3 separate regions of the Mus musculus genome follow, and all the other regions are linked to region 1. Evidence: chromatin contacts called from public HiChIP or PLAC-seq data. All regions are on one chromosome and are shown on one strand. The core of a region is the stretch at or near the end of the contact, and the rest is flanking DNA. Distances in the headings are between cores, read along the strand shown.

Region 1 (3,119 bases), core at 556-3,055:
GCAAAGGGGTGTTTGGGTTGCACACCAAGGGAGGAGGCGAGTCACCGAATCTTAGGAAACAGACATCAATCTGACAATTGCCTATATGCTGTAATTTACCAAGTCTCACATCTGCCAGCAATATATGGGAATACTGTTCTACTTTCCAAAACTTGGTATTATCAGATATATCGTCTTGCCAGCCCAAAAAGTGCAAAATCACATCATGCTATGATTTTAATTTTAATTTGTCTTGATATTGAGAGCAATTTGTGCTCCCTTTTCTGTGCTGCCCCGCCTGCCCCCCCTCTTGTGTCAAGAGAACCTCTTGTGTACTGTGTGGAAGTATCACCTGTCAATAAAAACCTGATGGCCAATGGGCTGAGGTGGGATTAGAAGGTGGGGCATCCAGCAGAGAGAGAGAGAGAGAGAGAGAGAGAGAGAGAGAGAGAGAGAGAAGAACCCTTGGAGATTCTGCCACCCAGACTCCGAGGAGTCAGACTCTGAAACTGAGGGGAGGTAACTAGCCTTGTAGTAGACATACAATAGAATAAAAGGGTTACATAAGTCAGGAGCTAGTCAGGCAACAAGCTCAAGTTTATGGCCTAGGCTTTTATTTATAAATAATTAAGTCTCAGAGTCCTTATTCAGGAACTAAGGCAAGAGTAGAAGAGACTGTACTTACACCCCTGTGTATTTGATTTGCTTGTTTTTCTTGGATTTTCTTCTCCTATTGATGTGTAAGATATAAAATGCTGTTTTGAGTTCTCTGCCAGTAACAAGCATTGTAAATATCTTTCTTTAGCCTGAAGCTTATGCTTTAACTCCATGGAATCTTTGCAGGAAGCAAATGCATTATTTCAGGTTGCATAAAAAGTCTATAAACTTCTTTGTGAGTCCAGCTCCTTTTGTTGAATGGTGTTCTCCATGTACTTATGCTGCCTTTCTCAGTTTAGGCCCCAATGCTATCCAGGGCTTGGTACACACTGTGAAACAACTCTTCTCTTCTCCCATAGCCCCAAACCCCAAAGCTTAAGAGAGTCCATCCTTTCTTCACAGAGTAAGACCAGCATCCCGTGTAGTCACGGGTATATTGCTGTAGCCTTTCTGTCTCTGTGTCTCTCTCAGCACCAATGACTTTCAGGAGAGTCCCCATCCATGTCTAGAAAGGCATCATTCTTTGGCTAACGCTGAAGCCTGCACTCTGAAACAGTGCCAGTGTGGTCCCCATAGCTTGCCTGGATTCCTTCCGGCCTGTCAGCCAGAAGATCCAGAAAACAGGGGCCTCCAGAACAGCAAGAGGGAGACAGAGGTGTGCAGAAAGACCCTCAAACAGGAAACAAAAAATGTTATTTCCAATTATTCCATTTTCTTTCTAGTCTTAGCTCTAAAAGTATGTAGATTTGTTCAAGACTCAACTGCTTCAATACAAAAATGTGTCTTCATAGGAATTCTCTACTAACCAGAAGAAGAGCCAGCCTTTATTGGCATATAACTACTTGTTAACCAATTGTGCCTTATTAGGCTGTATGTACTATGTCATTTCCTTAAAAATAGAGATGGGGGGTGGAAAATGAAGGTGAGGAAGTAAAGTGATTTGTCCGAGGTCACAGCTAAATACTGGCAAAAGCCGTTTCCTCATAACTAGTACCCATTACCTTCCATGCTATAGGATGTACCACTCCGGAGTAATGTCCACACTGATAGGAGAGACAGTGAATCTTGCTTTACCACTACATTTCAACACGGGCCAGCACATTGCCAGGCACACAATAGGCTCTCTGTCAATATCTGTAGACTAGGAGGATGAGGCGCATGCCAACTGTGGGCTCTGTGGTTTGTGAGTCATGAAAGGTCTGAGTGGTTTATTTAGCTGTTGAGCAGAGAAGCACCTTCACCTCGCTTCCTCTGAAAGCCACGCCAAGCCTCTCTGCCTCTTAGCTTCAGGTGATGGACTGGGTTTTGCACTGACTGCTGTATAGCCTCTCAAAATGTCCCTGTAGGATTGAGGTTGGTGAGGCAAGGCTCACCGGGCTTAGTGTCTGCAGCATGTCCAGCCCCTAGAGCCATCGACCTCTTACGTCCCAGATATTTCAGTATCTGGGCTTTTGCTTTTTCCGAGAGCCACCAGCAGCAGCCCTCCCTCCTCATGAGGCCGTGGTGCTAAATCTGAAAATTGTTTTGTTGCTCAGCTCCACAGAGATTACTGCTGCTATGGGGATTCCCAGACAGCCCAGAGCCCCTTGCTGATGAGTGGAGTTCCCCGTCATGAGAAGTGAATGGGTCATGGAACTCACTGGTCTCTGGTGGGCTGTCTGCATCATGACATCTTACCCAAAGAATTGTTGGGCTATTTGAGGGAATAAGAAGGAATGATATGCAAGGGAGGAGGTTATACTGTGTTGGGTGCTGGTTGAGGGAGGAATGTGTCTCTCCTTAGACCTCACAGTTTTAAATGGACTGATCAATAAAGGTCTCCTGGCAGGCTGACCTAATCTACAGCCTCTTGGGATAAAAGAGTTTATCCTCTCTGAATCAAGGTCAGCCTCAAAGCTACTCAGGCCCTACAATAGCTCTACTCCATCAAGAAGGTAAATAAATTGCCATCTAAGAAACAACCCCAATGTGCCTTACATTCAACTCATATTATCTGCCATGGTCTTGACTTTGGCCTTGGCAACCATTATTGCTATGGACACTGATCTGAATTCTAATATGGCCACAAATTCTTAGAAGGTCTGTAGAATCCCATGCTTCTAGAACACCCCTTACCACCAGTCTTTATTGGAGTCTTTACTGTGCATTTCCCATTATCTCTAGAAACATTACCTTGTTGAGTCTTCACATGACTTGGCCTACAACCCTGTGGTCTCTTTCCATAACCCATTCAGGAGTGCAACAAGAAATGCCTAACCATGACTAGGTTCCAGACACTGATCTAGGCATTAGGATTATGTGACCAATAAGTGAAGTCCTTACTGTCAAAGCATAGCATTCAGGAGGTGAGAAAGGGAATCCACACCTAGATAAGGAGCGATTAACATCACCCCTGGACATGGTAAACTGCCCTCTGAAGACAAGGCAAAGTGAGGTCAGAGCAAGCTTTACCTCCAACAAAGGAATCAAAGAGATAGGCAGCA
Region 2 (2,994 bases), core at 162-2,661, 280 kb after region 1:
TTTTACTCCGGCTCTTAAACTAATCCTGTTTTAATTACACTAAGGTGTAAATGACTAATACCTAATTCAGATATATTTACATTTCAACAATGATAACTACATTCTCGGGTGGAAGTTAGGCATTAGCTAATAATTAATTTGATCTCAGAATTTGGCAGGAAGTTGTATGCTAATTAAGTGGAGGGAAATTAAGCCTTTCAATTAAATTGAACAATTTTCACCTGACAGGTTGTTCCTTACTCTGCAGCTCTGTTGTTCATTTGTTCTGAGATAGGGTCTCATTCATGTAGCCCAGGCTGGCCTCAAATCTGAGATCCTTGCAGGTAGCCCAGAATAACTTCAAACCCATGATCCTCCCATGTAGCCCAGGATAGCCTAAAACTCAAGCTCCCCCCCCCATAGCCCAGGATGGCTCAAAACCAAGATCCTTGCATGTAGCCCAGGCTAGCCTCAAACTCGATATCCTCCCATGTAGTCCAGGATGGCCTCAAATTCAAGATCCTCCCATGGACCCCAGGATGGCTTCAAACCTAATATCCTCCCTCTTCAGCCTCCTGCATATTAGCTAATAAGACTGGACCACCACACCTGACTTTTGCAATCAATTACTCTGTTCCTCTTCTCCCCTCCCCTTCATCCTCCACTCTCCCCCTTTCCGTCCCCTCCCCAAGATGAAAAAAGTGACTTGCCAGAAGTCATGGAGATGAGAGGCAGTGGAGTTGACTCATTCAGATTTTCACTCCGTTTGTTAGATCCTGTCTTTAAAACACTGTTGGAAACAAGAGTGAATGGGCTGGTGACAGTACTCAGTGGGTAAAGGCGATTGCTGCCAAACCTGACAACCCGAGTTCAATCCCAGGGACCCTTGGTGGACTTGCAGAAGTTATCCTCTGATGCCCACAGGTATACTGTGTGTGCGTGGACCACAGACACAGACACACATGCAGACAAATACACACACATGAATACGTAAAATAGTTTGTTTTCAAAACAGAAGGAAGGAAGAAGTGAAGGGGAAATAAAAGAAGGGAGGGAGGGAAGAGGAAGTGAGAGCCTTTGTTTTCTCGAGGTTAGTGAGACACACGGAAGCTGTGAGTGACAGGCTAAGTCCATGGAAGCTGAGAAGCACACAGAAAACAATGTGTGTATTCTTCACTAGAGTGATCTCGCCTTGTCTGATGACAGCCAACAGGCCGAGTGTGGGCCAAGAGATCAGGCTGTGCCATGCTCCTGGTACTGAGAGATGGCCCAGCCTGTAGAGAGATTGCCTCATAAGCACAGGGACCCAAGTTCAAGCCTCAACCCCCATGTGAAAAGGATGGGTGGTGCACAGGCACAAGGCCAGTACTGGGGAAGTAGAGACAGGATTCCTGAGGCTCGGAGGCCAGCCAGTCAAACCAAATCTGGACCGAAATCAAGGCAGATCAGAGGAGATGACTCAGCAGATGGAGGTGCTTGCCATAAAAGGCTGATGAGCTGAGTTAGACCCCCCAGAACCCATGAAGCAAGCATGGAGATGCAGTGTAGGAAGAATGAGAAGGCTGCCATAACAAGGTAGAAAGACAACTGATTCCCCAAAGGTGCTCTCTGACCTCCACACATATATGTAACACACTTATACACACACATGTACATACATACACACACACATATATACATACACAGACATACACACATATACACACATGCATACATACGTATACACACACATACATACATACACACATATACACATACACATATACACACATATACACATATACATATGCACACATACATACATATATATACACACATACACACATGCATACGCACATATGCACACATTCATATACACACATTCATACATACACACACATATACACACACACACCCCACAATCAAAAAGAACATAAACAAGGTAGATAGCTCAACAAAGTTGAGCTCTGGCCTCTACACACAAACACACACACACACACACACACACACACACACACACACACACTCCATTAGAACCAAAAACAAACCTTCATATTTCTAAAAGTGTTAAAATTCACAGGTTTGTACAATGAAAATGAACTCATTTCACGTTAAAAACAAAACAAAACAAAACAAAACTTTAATTAAACCCAAAACAAGGCAGTCTTTAAGTATCTATCGCCTAATAGTTTCTATCGAGTATTTGAAAGTCAAAGCAAACCCCCCTCTCCCATCCCTGCCGAGAACTCCTATTCCTAAGGCTCCTGCTCCTAAATCGATACCTGAGCTCTAATGACAGAGGAATCTTTACCACCGACCTCCCTTCCCCTGCCGAGCTTCCTTACAAAGGTGTGTGGGAGGCGGAGGGAACACAAAGCCTCCTCCATTGTTATCAGACAGCCGCTCACGGAGAGGCCTGGCCAGAGTTTGCCATAGAGAAAGCTCCACCCACACAGCGCCATTATTCATCCTTCCAGCTTAAGGCTTGTTTTGCACAGATGTGCCCTTCCTGTTTGGCATCCCTAACTGGGGACTGTTGTTCTGCCGAAGTTTTGTCATCTCAGCACTAACTGAGATGTCCAGCCCATTCCTGAACGCCTTTTTGTTAAGCATCAGCATAAAGAGGGGTACGCTTGCCAAAGGTGAGGTAGGCACCCCAGCGAAGCGATACTGCAGCATTCTTCCCTGAGCATCAGAGATGGGGGTGGATGGGGGGACTTTCTAGCATGCAAAGTCAAGCATGCAATAAACCTGTGAGCAACTTCCTAGTGATGATAATAGACGCCACACTTGTGTACACACCGTTTTTCTCTCGAAGTTGTGGCCGTTCTTTTTTAAACAACTCTCCAATTCATTCTTAAAAGAAAATTAACCTTCCTCCCACCCTCGGATTCAGGCATTTGTTTTAGGGAATGTCGTACCTATTGGAGCAAGAGCAAGACAGGAACCCCTGACTTAGACCAAATGATGGGAGGGTACACTCATTAACAGTTATTGAGCGCCTACTGTAGCTAGGCAGTGGGTGTGATGACTGCT
Region 3 (2,808 bases), core at 302-2,801, 480 kb before region 1:
GAGTGTCTGTCTCTTATTCCTGGGGAGCTTTGTGGCCAGAGCAAAGGACTTCCAGTCTCTGCTTTCCAAATTGGAGATGGTAATGTTGATAATGAGCGTAGCTTATTGGGGACCTACTAGAAGCTTCCTTCGCCTATGAATGGTTATGGCTGATTTACTAATGAGAAAATTATAGTTTAGAAAGGTTTTCACTTGCCAAAGAGTGTCTGACTAACAAATGATAGAGTCAAGATTTGAACTTGGCTAGGGAGGGTGGAGGAGGGACAGGAGGAGGAGGGCAGGCAGGATGCTAAATGTCTCCCATTTCCTAAGCTGCCAGGTCACATAAAGTTACTGTTTGTTGAGTTAGTCAACAAATGTACCTAGATACCTCCATTGCCAGGGCTTTGCTGTTTGGAACTGGGAACACAATGGAAATGGAAAGAGGCTCCCAGTGGAGCCTAAAAGTCTCACTGGAAAGAAGTCATTTACCCTTATAAGGTTAACAGCCCAAGGTGACCTCGTTCTGGGGGAGGAGTCTGATGACTAATGTGATACCTAAGAGGAAGTCACCACTGAACGGATAAGCGTGAGTTAGCTAGAGTGGACTGGGAGAGGGTAATTTAAGCATCAGAGAGCACATATTTAAAGGCCCCGAAGCAGGAATGAGTTGAATTTACAGTAATTGAACAGGGTCTGAGGGTGATAGCTTACAGGGCATGATTAACAGACAACAATGAATGAATGTGGTTAGGTGAGGTTAAAGTATGGTGGAGACCATCTAAGTAGGCCAGATTGAGCCTCTGGTCATTGTCCTGACCAAAAGAAGAGGTTTAAGCAGGGAGACCACCGAGTTAGGTTGTCCACACTGACATCATTCACAAAGAGCTGCCGAGTGGAGACAGGCAGAGTGCAGCCTAACATAGAAGTGGCAGACGTTTTGGGTGGTAGACTGGATGGCCACATCCCTGAGGGACTTGGAAGAAAGAGCACAGGGGTTGAAAATGCAGGAACTTGACGTCGGTATCAATAGCGTCCATTGGGTAGAGATGATAAAGATGTTGGGTCTTTCCCCGAAAGCCTGTGGGCTCGCCCCTGGCCCAACTCAACTTGCCAGCAGTCGAAATGAGGCATCCGTGACGCAGACCGACGGATTCCTTTCCTGAGGAGTCTCGGAGATAAGGCAGGAAGGGCAGGAATGGGGTCAGGGGAGGATTCCGGTGACAGTTGAGGCTTGAGGCCATATCACATCATCGGGATAGGCTTTGAGTAGACCGGAGAAATCAATTTGGAGGCAAGCATGCATGCCACTACAACAATGGACGTGTGGGACAGGGGCTTGGGGGGAGCATCCATTTAGATAAAAAGATAATCCAGGACCCCTTTTCTCATTAGAATAGACTCTCCAATGGACTACAAGGCCAGCAAGAGTCGTGACAACATAGCTGTGCTTCCCACCCTCTCCTCCCTGACTGCCATCCCTTTTCTAACGGGAAGGACCCTTAGCCCCATGGTCCTCTGACCATGACTTTGACCCACGTCTATCTCATCCTGTACTGTGGCTTGGTTGCATACAGCAGAAGGATATCTATCCCTCTGCACCACACTGAGCCTCTGTAGATGAGATTCAAGCACAACAGGAAACTTCATGATTTTTTTTTTTTTAAATCAGGTTTGCTTGGTAAATGTTGTCAGAACGGGACAATACCTTTGGTAAAGATTCACTTGGGGCACAAAAGCAATGAAAATACCTAATGATACATTCCAGGAAAACGGCCAAAGAGAACAAATGTTTTACAGCTGATAGCGATCAGGGTCTGAGTGGTTATTTACAGTAAGCCTAAGTGGAGAGGAAGAGCTGGAAATGACCAGTGGTCAGGAGTGGGGTAAGAGAAGAGAGAGCCATAAGGTTGATCTACAAAAATATAAATAAATAAATAAATAAATAAATAAATAAATAGATAGATAGATAGATAGATAGATAGATAGATAGATAGATAGATAGATAGATAGATAAATGAATTGCATTAATTTGTGCTACATGGATTCAGAATTCCTGAATTCAAGGACCTCTGGGCAAGTTACCAGAATTAACATTGTGAAGCATCTGTTGAAATAGCAGACTATTTTTAATCATGTTTTTCCAGGGCCACAGGCATCCAGCCAGCTGCCTCGTGTATAGGTCAGAACCACAGGCATTCAGCCAGCCACCTCGTGGTCACTCAGGTCTCTTCTCAGAATCCCCACTGCATTCATTGTTACTGACTCGCTGTGGGATCCAACTGTCCAGTATAACTTCCCGGGGGTGGGGTGGTAGAAATGTTTATGGAAGTCTTTTCCAATATCATGTCTCACGGCCAGTGTGGTGACTGAGCCCCTAAAATGTGCCCACTGTGACAAGGGAACTGAGTGCTGAATTCTGTCCGTTACATTTGAGGAGCCACATGTAGCGGGATATCAAACGGGACAATGAAGATCTAGAAAAGCCAGATGGCCAATCTGTCTTTGGCTACACTAACTGCAGATATTCCGTGTCTCCCCAACACAGTAAAGCAATGACACTGTGCCTCTCCTTCCCCATCCCCCCCAAAAAAGAAAGAAGAAATTAATTCATGAATGGTGATGCTCTATTTCATTGTGGATTTACACACTGCAGGAGTTAAATTCTCACTTAAGGAGTAAGTCAGTCACTGAACAAGCAACCACTAGGAGGTGCTCACGGGTATGGCCTCTGGCTCCAGCCCGACTTTTTTGGTTAAATCTAATGATGGGAAGAATAAACTCAGTTTTCAGAAAGTCTGTAACGTGCTAGATACAGCCACATTCAAG

Evidence for each region. HiChIP or PLAC-seq counts read pairs in DNA pulled down with a chosen protein or histone mark.
Region 2: a contact with region 1 is called in a CTCF HiChIP or PLAC-seq map of the NIH/3T3 cell line, with 6 read pairs. The contact joins two enhancer-like sites. A contact is called at or near these places in 1 of 15 datasets of contacts at CTCF or cohesin (the NIH/3T3 cell line) and 2 of 115 datasets of contacts at active chromatin or transcription factors (the NIH/3T3 cell line and embryonic stem cells).
Region 3: a contact with region 1 is called in a FOXA1 HiChIP or PLAC-seq map of pancreatic cancer cells. The contact joins two enhancer-like sites. A contact is called at or near these places in 1 of 15 datasets of contacts at CTCF or cohesin (the NIH/3T3 cell line) and 1 of 115 datasets of contacts at active chromatin or transcription factors (pancreatic cancer cells).

The regions. Positions count from the first base shown.
Region 1 is chr10:67,609,552-67,612,670 of GRCm38.p6, reverse strand. No RefSeq gene overlaps it. Among named protein-coding and RNA genes, the nearest start is that of 4930563J15Rik, 39 kb to the right of the region's middle. Within about 2 kb of position 1,805, at least 58 of the 459 cell types and tissues checked have an H3K27ac peak or open chromatin away from gene starts, as enhancers often do. A contact at or near this core is called in the NIH/3T3 cell line and pancreatic cancer cells, where this site is marked.
Region 2 is chr10:67,329,203-67,332,196 of GRCm38.p6, reverse strand. No RefSeq gene overlaps it. Among named protein-coding and RNA genes, the nearest start is that of Gm46230, 19 kb to the left of the region's middle. Within about 2 kb of position 1,411, at least 11 of the 459 cell types and tissues checked have an H3K27ac peak or open chromatin away from gene starts, as enhancers often do. A contact at or near this core is called in the NIH/3T3 cell line, where this site is marked.
Region 3 is chr10:68,089,709-68,092,516 of GRCm38.p6, reverse strand. No RefSeq gene overlaps it. Among named protein-coding and RNA genes, the nearest start is that of Gm51770, 60 kb to the left of the region's middle. Within about 2 kb of position 1,551, at least 65 of the 459 cell types and tissues checked have an H3K27ac peak or open chromatin away from gene starts, as enhancers often do. A contact at or near this core is called in the NIH/3T3 cell line and pancreatic cancer cells, where this site is marked.